2 separate regions of the Ovis aries genome follow, and region 1 is linked to region 2. A link is a contact called in public Hi-C data. All regions are on one chromosome and are shown on one strand. The core of a region is the stretch at or near the end of the contact, and the rest is flanking DNA. Distances in the headings are between cores, read along the strand shown.

Evidence for each region. A called contact is a pair of places that touch in the nucleus more often than the background predicts.
Region 1: a Hi-C map of tail adipose tissue shows a contact between it and region 2, with 5 times the contacts expected there. The contact joins two enhancer-like sites. A contact is called at or near these places in 9 of 16 Hi-C or Micro-C datasets (blood, hypothalamus, mesenteric adipose tissue and 5 more).

The regions. Positions count from the first base shown.
Region 1 is chr1:122,847,323-122,851,877 of ARS-UI_Ramb_v3.0, reverse strand. IFNAR1 (interferon alpha and beta receptor subunit 1) reads left to right here. Exons shown (of 8, transcript NM_001009748.1): 8 at 1,147-4,555. The coding sequence ends at 1,157. Among named protein-coding and RNA genes, the nearest start is that of IFNAR1, 26 kb to the left of the region's middle. Within about 2 kb of position 3,252, at least 8 of the 54 cell types and tissues checked have an H3K27ac peak or open chromatin away from gene starts, as enhancers often do.
Region 2 is chr1:122,756,829-122,761,478 of ARS-UI_Ramb_v3.0, reverse strand. It overlaps IFNGR2 (interferon gamma receptor 2), which reads left to right. Exons shown (of 7, transcript XM_015092370.3): 6 at 166-323; 7 at 4,251-4,650. The coding sequence ends at 4,433. Among named protein-coding and RNA genes, the nearest start is that of IFNGR2, 30 kb to the left of the region's middle. Within about 2 kb of position 3,363, at least 7 of the 54 cell types and tissues checked have an H3K27ac peak or open chromatin away from gene starts, as enhancers often do.

The sequences.
Region 1 (4,555 bases), core at 2,003-4,502, 91 kb before region 2:
TGTTCCTGATAGTCAAAAAATAATACAGACTGACCTGGGTTTTTTCCTTCAGAGTTTTAGAAAACTGACTTCAGAAGCAGTCATGTAATAGAATGTAGCATGGAATAGAAGAATGTGTCCTTAATCCCATGTTTTTCTGGCAGTTTGGCTGCTGTGGCACTTGTTTTACCACCTATAGTCCCAAAAAGGTTAAAACATTGTCGCCAGTGCAAAAACTTTATTCTGTAGATGAAATCACAGAAAACGAGGTAGAGAAACACGCTTTTGCTCTCGCAGCACCTCGGTGTTTTGGCTGGCACGTGCGTGTAGCCGGCATAGTTAGTGGAAGCACGGCGCAATGACCGTCAGCGTGGGCGCTGTCCGGGGGTGGCGTCCGCGCCTGGAGTGGCTCCCGCGCTGCCGGCCTTGCTTCAGGTTCTCAGGCTATGGAGCCAGAGGCCAGAAGGTGGCTCACTGACGGGCTGTAGTGTATTTCACTGACTGGCTGTGAACATGCGCAGCTCAGTTGTGAGCACTTGCACAAGTGCCCGTAGCTGTAAAGCAGCGCCAGCAGCGCCATCCCGTAGAACTGTGAGGGGCGAGGGCGGGAGACCAGAAAGACCCGCCGCTGTGCCAGCACTCTCCACGTGAGCTGTTTCACCCTCTTATCCCTGAGTTTTCTCGTGTCGTTTCTATGTGCTCTTCTATTCAGAGCTGTTGTTTAAAGAACTTTTAGACTAGCAAGTTACTCTTAGCGGAACTGGGAAAAAGTTAACTTCTCCCTTGTGCTCCTCCTGGATGTTTTTGGATTGGGTACCAACATTTTTATTATTTCACAATAAAATGTCCCCAATCCCAGTGCCCTCCCATTCCTTCCTTAGCCACCACGCCCTTCCACCCCCTACTCCTCACAGCACAGTGGACTTTCTTAGAGACTGTTTGGATAATTTCCCCAAAGCAGTACTGAGATGTTCGTGACCTCACTGGTGGTGGTTTTTTTCTAGACACGATAGTGCAGTGGATACGCTCTTAGCTCGCTTTTTAATACGCATGTCAAAAGATAGGATTTCTAGATAAAGGATTTAAGAAACTGAAGCTTATTGGAACTCAGAAACCACTTTTTGTTCTTTTAAATAATCTATTTCTGTTCTTTCCCTTTTGAATTAGTATTTCTCTGATCAGCCACTAAGGAATCTACTCCTTTCCACTTCTGAGGAACAAACGGAAAGATGTTTTATAATTGAAAATGCAAGCATTATTACTGAAATAGAAGAGACTAATGAAGTTGATGAAGTTCACGAAGAGTACAATTCCCAAGCTAGTCAAGATTCAGGAAACTATTCGAATGAAGATGAAAACAGTGGAAGCAAAATAAGTGAAGAGTTTCTGCAGCAGGACAGTGTGTGACCAGGAATGACCCCTGAAACATTAGGGAGTCTTACAAGAGTCAGAATGGGAGCCTGGGCTTTTTGCTCTTCTCAGTAACTCTCAAAAGAAGATTGCCCATGTCGGGGAATAAAAAGCATCTTCAGATCGCAGGTCCTAAAAATACAGGCAAGCATTCACTATTTAAAATGAATTTCAGGAAGTTTTCTGCGTCCTTTGCTGTGTGTCAAGTCTTGAAAGGCCTGTCATCGGACCTGCCTCGGATGAGAGGCGTTAAGTCCAGAAGATACCCTCTGACTCCCTCATGCTACCTAAGCACCCCTGTGCTGTCGTGTGGTTTGGGGGTGCTTGTGTTCCCGTCAGCTGGTGCTGTCGCTGTGTATCGTTCGTTCCGTCTCCCTTGCAGCATTACAGTTCGCTGTTTTTCAGGAGATATTTAGAACATTTGGTCTCGTTCAAAGAAGAACCTGAATACTACCATCAGTTGATTTTCTGAAAAAGTAGCTTACTCTGGAAAACAGCTGCACATGCCAGAAACGTGGTCCTTATAGATTTTCAGGGGGATTCTCTCTGTTTATACCAGTCACATTTATACCAGTTGCAAGAGATGTGGATTCAGTCCTTGGGATGGGAAGATCCTCTAGAGGAGGGCATGGCAACCCACTCCAGTATTCATGCCTGGAAAATCCCATAGACGGAGGAGCCTGGCAGGCTACAGTCCATGAGGTTACAGAGTCGGACACTGAAGCGACTGAGCATGCACACACGCGTACCAATTACATTGGCCTCTACATGACAGTTACCCAGCCCTTCCACAGTTTAGGATTAAAACCATGTCATCTTTTACTATATGTACATTAAGCCTTCCTGTTTCAGAACATTAGGACAGTAGCTTCTGATTAGAAGGCATAATCCCAAAAATTACAAAGAAATGGGAAACAGTCTGAGTAGAGAAGTTACTGTTATCCCTTAAGATATGGGAGCGTGTCACATTAGTGACAGTGTATGTAAAGTCTTGGGATCAGAAAATGCTACTGAGAAACAGTAAGTAGAGTGAGTCAGTGGGAAAGAAGCAGGTGGCTTTAGTGAAAAATAAGAATAATGTGCGTCGTCAACTTCTGATAACTAACATCCTGAGGGGTGGCATTTGTTTCCATGGCTCATCTGTGTCACTTCGTAACAGCAGGCCGGCTTCTGTCCACTGTGGGGCAACACTCAGGTGTCGCTTCGCTCAGCCTGCATGCACTCAAGGACATGCAAGTTATTTATCATCAGAGTGTGGGAGGAAATGAACTAGGAAGGAAACCCAAGTTTTTTAAATTATGCAATACCTCTCAAAGGCATCTGTAGCTTATGTTTAAATGACTTTGCTATTTTGGCTTATTCATGGAGCTCCTGCAGAGAAAGGAAGTGTAGGAATTCTGGCTACCTCTGAGGCCAAGTTCTCAGCTTCAGTCGTTGCAGCGGGACTGAGAGGGAAGAGAGATGGCACCACCCAGCTCATCAAGTCCGGCCGGGCTCGTTTAGAGTGGTCCGTGGGGTCTTCTGAGTGGAAGAAGAGGTTGAAAGCAGCCGCACTGGGAAGGGCCGTGGTGCCCCGCCTGTCCTCTCCAGAGCACCTCGTGCTCCTCTGGGCCACCATCGGGGAGCACACGGTCAGGGGCGCCCCACCAGGGTAGTTCTCTGCTGCAGAATCCTTCCAGGGACCCAAACACCTCTGATCCACTGACCAGAGGCACACGGTCAGGGGCGCCCCACCAGGGTAGTTCTCTGCTGCAGAATCCTTCCAGGGACCCAAACACTTCTGATCCACTGACCAGAGGCATTTGGTTTAAAGCAGATCAGGACTGGCCCTTCTCTGGGAAAAGCCCCATCCGTCCGTGGGAACTTGTCACTATCGAGAGGACCCTGCCCTCGCCGGCTTCCGCGCTGGGTCAGGGCCCCTGGCCTGCCCTGCACTCAGGCCTGGGATTTTCCACAGGAAAAAAGCTGCTTCAGACTGGGAACAGTGCCTTTGTGGGATGTGGCAGAGGGAAAACTAGGGCATTATAAGGCAGAGACGCTGCTGAAGTCACTAGGCCCCTGGGTGTGGGAGTATGTGTGTCGGGTTTAAGATCCCCTGTGGTTTTCAGTGAACAAGCATCTGAGCGGCCTCAAACAAAAACCCCTGTTTTGCTGCATCTTGTAGACCTGAAAATGCAGTTCCATCCCATTCTTCATTGTGGTCCACATGTAGCTTAATCAAGATGTGCTTGCTTATAAGATGGTAAGTATTTTTTTCCAAAAAAATAGTTTGCTTGCAAATACTATATACTTGAGAGCAGCAATAAACTCCCTCAGATCTGTGATACTGATAGCTCTTAGAGAGGGTGGATATAATATAAGCATTTATGTAGAAGATTCGTGTCATTACAGCTGGAAATCATGTATTCATATGTAATATAGATTAATATATACGTAGTGACATGGGTCTGTAAACACACATGTACAGACATGATGCTGGCTACTATGCCACTGCTGCTGCTGCTAAGGCACTGAAGTCGTGTCCAACTCTGTGCGACCCCACAGACGGCAGCCCACCAGGCTCCCCCGTGCCTGGGATTCTCCAGGCAGGAACACTGGAGTGGGCTGCCATTTCCTTCTCCAATGCGTGAAAGTGAAGTGTCTCAGTCGTGTCCGACCCTCAGCAACCCCATGGACTGCAGCCCACCAGGCTCCTCCGTCCATGGGATTTTCCAGGCAAGAGTACTGGAGTGGGGTGCCATCGCCTTCTCCGACTGCCACTAGTACATCCATAAACACTTAGCGTAGGTTCTAATTAGAAAAGGGTAAGTGCTGCTCTAGAACTACGAGCTTCAAAATCTTGACCAGAAATTTGCAACATATAAAGTTATTTCAAAAATATATGTTTAGGGACTTCTTGGTGGTCCAGTGGCTAAGACTGAGCTCCCAATGCAGGGGCCCCGGGTTTGATACCTGGTCAGGGAAACTAGATTGTACATGCCACAACTAAGACTCGACACTGTCAAATAAATTTTTAAGTATATATATATATATATATATATAGTTTGTGTAACATCTTTTCCCCAAACCTACCTTCAAAGCAGCCTCAGATTGCTCCTAAGAATTTGGAAGTGTTCAGAAGCTTTTCCTACCTCCTCCCCATCCCTGTAACCCTTGTATTACCTGA
Region 2 (4,650 bases), core at 2,114-4,613:
GGACTCTCAAGAGTTCAATAAAGCATGTAGGGTGGGGTGGAAGAGAGGCAGTATCCATTCATTTTCCTGGGACATCAAGTGTATTTATGCAGTGGTGGGTGAGAAATTACCTGATGTTTGTAACATGTGGGGGTCATCTTGTCCATTTTTTGGTTGTCTCTCTAGCCTCTGTCAAGCTTCAGCAAGACATCCTCGCCGCCGCGACAACCTTTTTGGTGCTGTCAGTGGTGGTGGGGTCCTGTCTCTTCCTGGTTCTGAAATACAGAGGCCTGGTTAAACACTGGTTCCACTCTCCGCCAAGCATTCCATCACAGATAGAAGAGGTATGTGTGTGCACACCCACAGGGGTGACTGGTCAGTCTTTCTTGCCCCCCATTAACACCTAAGAGTAGGACACTGGCCAAAGCCAGACACAGAGGTCGGAGTTAAAAGTGGTACTTGGTTATTTGTACACTCATCTTCATAGGAGCATTATTCTGCTGAATAATAGCCGAAAGGTAGAAACACCCTGAATGTCTATTGACAGACGAGTGAATAAATAAAATGCGGTGGGAATTCCCTGGCGGTCCTGTGGTTGGGACTTACGCACTTTCACTGTTGTGGCCCTGGGGTTCAGTCCCTGGTCGGGGAACTAAGATTCCTGCAAGCCTCATGATTCACCACTCCCCCCCCAAAAAAAAAGATCTGCTATATACATATGAATGGAATGTTAACCTTAAAAAAGAAGGGAATTCTGAGACATGCTGTGATAGGGATGAACCTTGAGGACATTACAATCAGGGAAATAAACGGGTTACAAAATGACAAATACTACATGATTGTACATATTCGAGCACTTAAGAGGGCTCACATTCGCAGAACCAGAATGTAGAATAGAGGTTGCCCGGGTCTGGAGGGAGGGAGGAAATGGGGAGTTCATATTTAACGGGGACAGTTTCAATTTTACTGTGAATAAAATGAAAAAAGTCCTAGAGACAGATGGTGGTCATGATTGCCCAGCGATCCAAATAGACTTCACACCACTGAACTGCTCGCTTAAAAAGCGGTCAGGACGGTGAATTTTATGGCATGTGTTTGTTGTTTATTCGCTCAGTCGTGTCCGACTCTTTGCAACCCCACGGACTAGCTCGCCAGACTCCTCTGCCCATGGGATTCTCCAGGCAAGAATACTGGAGAGGGTTGCCATTTCTTCCTCCAGGGCATCTTCCCCATTGGCAGGTGGATTCTTTACACTGAGCCACAAGGGAAGCCCCTATGTTATATGTACTTTTCCACAATTAAAAAAAAAATTTTTTTTTAATGGCATGAGGTTGGCCAAAAGATGGTCTAGTCTGGCCCATTCAGGAGACTGGCCGTGGTAGGTCCCACTGGAGACAACACATCAATCCCAGGCTTTTGGAGACTGTCCCCAGGGAGCCTGGCTGGAGCTCATGGACCAGTGGAGGCTGCAATCAAGAGCATGAGCTTTGGGTCAGACAGTGTGCAGGAGGATTCTAGAGTAAACACACCGAGAGCCATGAGCTCAAAGCCTTGCATGCCTAGCGCACAGGCCATGTTACTTTAAAGAATTTAAGAAAGAAAAGTGGAATGGGTGGGCCTTGTTCAGTTGCTAAGTCATGTCCAACCCCATGAACCACAGCACACCAGGCTTCCCTGTCCTTCACCATCTCCCGGAGTTTGCTCAAACTCATGTCCATTGAGTCGGTGATGCCATCCAACCAGCTTATCCTCTTACCCTCAGTCTTTCCCAGCATCAGGGGCTTTTCCAACAAGTCGACTCTTTGCATCAGGTGGTCAAAGTATTGGAGCTTCAGCTTCAGCACCAGTCCTTCCAACTTCCAATGTATATTCAGGGTTGATTTCCTTTAGGATTGCCTGGTTTGATCTCCTTGCTGTCCAGGGGATTCTCAAAAGTTTTATCCAGCACTCCAGTTTGAAAGCATCAATTCTTTGGTGCTCAGCCTTCTTCATAGTCCAGCGGGTCTTACAGAAAGTCTTGTTTTCCTGCCCAGCCACACCGCAGCCCCCCTCCCCAAGGCACAGTGAGGCAGCCAGGTCCTCTGAGGACGTTGGGACGTTCTTGGGATCAGAAGCTAGCTGACAGAAGAATACTTGAAACTGTTTGCCTCTGGAGGTTTATCATTCTTCAGGAAAATCAGAATAAAAGTACTAGAAACAGAGTCTCATGTTGTTATATCTCGTCTATATAGACAAAGTCTAGAAAGAGCTGCAGTCACTTTTTTTCCTTTATATGTCATGAGCTGTTTAAGGGATACAGACATTATGAGAAATACATGTTGAACTCCCTACTGGGACCTGCATACAGATGCTGTAGGATTCTGCTTTTTGAAGACTCTAAGTAGAATAATAGTCAAACTCATAGAAAAGCAGAGAGTGACAGAGTGGCTACCAGGGGTGAGGGGAGAGGGGAGCAGGGCGTTGCTTTCAAACGGTAGGAAGTTTCAGTTATGCAAGATGAATAAGTTCTGGTTTCTGCTGTACAAGATTGTGCTATAATTAGTACTGTGTTGTGCCCTTAAACAGGCTTCCCGGGTGGCGTGGTGGTAAAGATTCCACCTACCCATGCTGGAGGCACAGGGAGACTCGGGTTCCATCCCTGGGTCGGGAAGGTCCCCTGGAGAAGGGAATGGCAACCCACTCCAGTATTCTTGCCTGGGAAATCCCACGAACAGAGGAGCCTGGCGGGCTACAGCCCATAGGGTTGCAAAGTGCTGGACACGGCTGAGTGACCGAGCACGCACGTGCACTTCAAGATGTGTTTAGAGAGTAGAACTCAAGTTAGGTGTTCCTACCACAAAACTGCAATAACGGCAAAAACAACAGCAACCAATTTTCCTGGTTAATACTGTCACACCAGAACAGCTGTCAGCTCGGAGTTTTACTTGCATTAATGATCTCCGTCTCGGGACTTCCCTGGTGTCCAGTGGTTAAGACTCTGCACTTCCACTGCAGAGAGCGCAGGTTCAGTGCCTGATCAGGGAACTGAGATCCCGCATGCCGTGTGATGAAGCCAAAAAACTAAGAAACAAAACAAAACAAAAAACAAAAAACCGTCTCTCAGTAGAACTAGCAGCAGGGCCCCAGTAAGTGAATTTACTGCTACTTGTTTCTTTGGGGCTTGAACCTAAAACACAGAGTCTTTCGATTTGCTTTCCTGGGAAAGTGTGAAAAGTCTATATCAAAGGTCACTGAAGTTACATGAGAAAATGACTCATGTTTCACTTGTATTTTGGGGGTTTCACAAGTGCACGTGACACGCTGCTGCTCCTCTGCTCGCCAGCCAGCGCTAAGCTGGCTGCATTCTGTTTGTGAGGTTCCGCAAGCACACGTGACCCGCCGCTGTCCCTCCTCTTGCCAGCCAGAGCTAAGCTGACTGGATTTCAGTATCTTTCAGCATTTCCAAGAGCCACGCAGTAGGTTCTTGGTAACTTGGTTGTGGTGGTGGTCGTTCAGTTGCTCATTCGTGTCCGACTTCCCTGCGACCCCCATGGACTGTAGCCTGCCAGGCTCCTCTGTCCATGGGATTTCCCAGGCAAGAATACCAGAGTGGGATGCCATGCCCTCCTGCAGGGAGTCTTCCTGACCCAGGGATCGAACCTGCGTCTCCTGCTTTGGCAGGCGGATTCTTTACCGCTGAGCCACCTGGAAAGCCCTTGGTAATTGATGTCTAAGCCCAAAGCAGAGGCAGGAGAGACATGGCACGTTAAGGGTGCAGATCAGCATTTCGCATCAAGGACCTGCACTTTCTCATTCACCCATGGCTGTCCGCTGCAGATCCTCCACACCCACGTGTATGTTATATAAAGCAGAAACACCTAGTGGGTTGGGGTAGCTGAGAAAAAAATGCCCGTGAACTTTCCCTCTTCACCCTCACCTTGTAGGTGACCAGGAGGCTTCATTTCCTCCTTTCCTTAAAAGTTAGAATTCCAGAGACATTCCAGGTGAATAGCCCACAAGCCCTCATCCAGCCAGTGCAGCAAGTCATTTCCTGAGTTACACACCTTACACACTTTCAGAGTATCCCCTTGGTTGGCCCTTGGATTCGTGTGAAAGCTATTGACAGGAAGGGCGGGGAGGGGTTTTCAGGATTTCTGAAGCTGTTTCGTTGGAGGATAGAAGTGGAAGTTACACCAAAATGATACAGGATTATGCCAACTCGAACTAAAATCAAAATGTCTGATATCGGGAACTTGCAGACTAATTATGGTGATGGTTTTCAATTTTTCAAGTATTTAAAGGACCCGGCTCAGCCCATCTTAGACGCCCTGGACAAGGACAGCTCACCAAAGGAAGACACCTGGGACTCCGTGTCAGTTGTGACGTTTCCAGAGAATGAGCAAGAAGGGACTCCCCAAAGCTCTTGGAACCAAAACGCTGATCCAAGCCACCAGCCCACGGAAGGAGTTCTCTGACCCAAGGAAGCTGCGACAAGCCTGTCAGGACTGGATAGAGCCACTTGCTCCTTAGTCTCGTCACAAAAAGACCCTGGGGTGCCTGGGAAGAAGTTAGTTGTGAGAGAGACAAACATTTTTTTTAACTAGTGAAAGTCGCTCAGTCGTGTCCAACTCTTTGCGACCCCAGGGACTATATAGGCCATGGAATTCTCTAGCCCAGAGTCCTGGAGTGGGT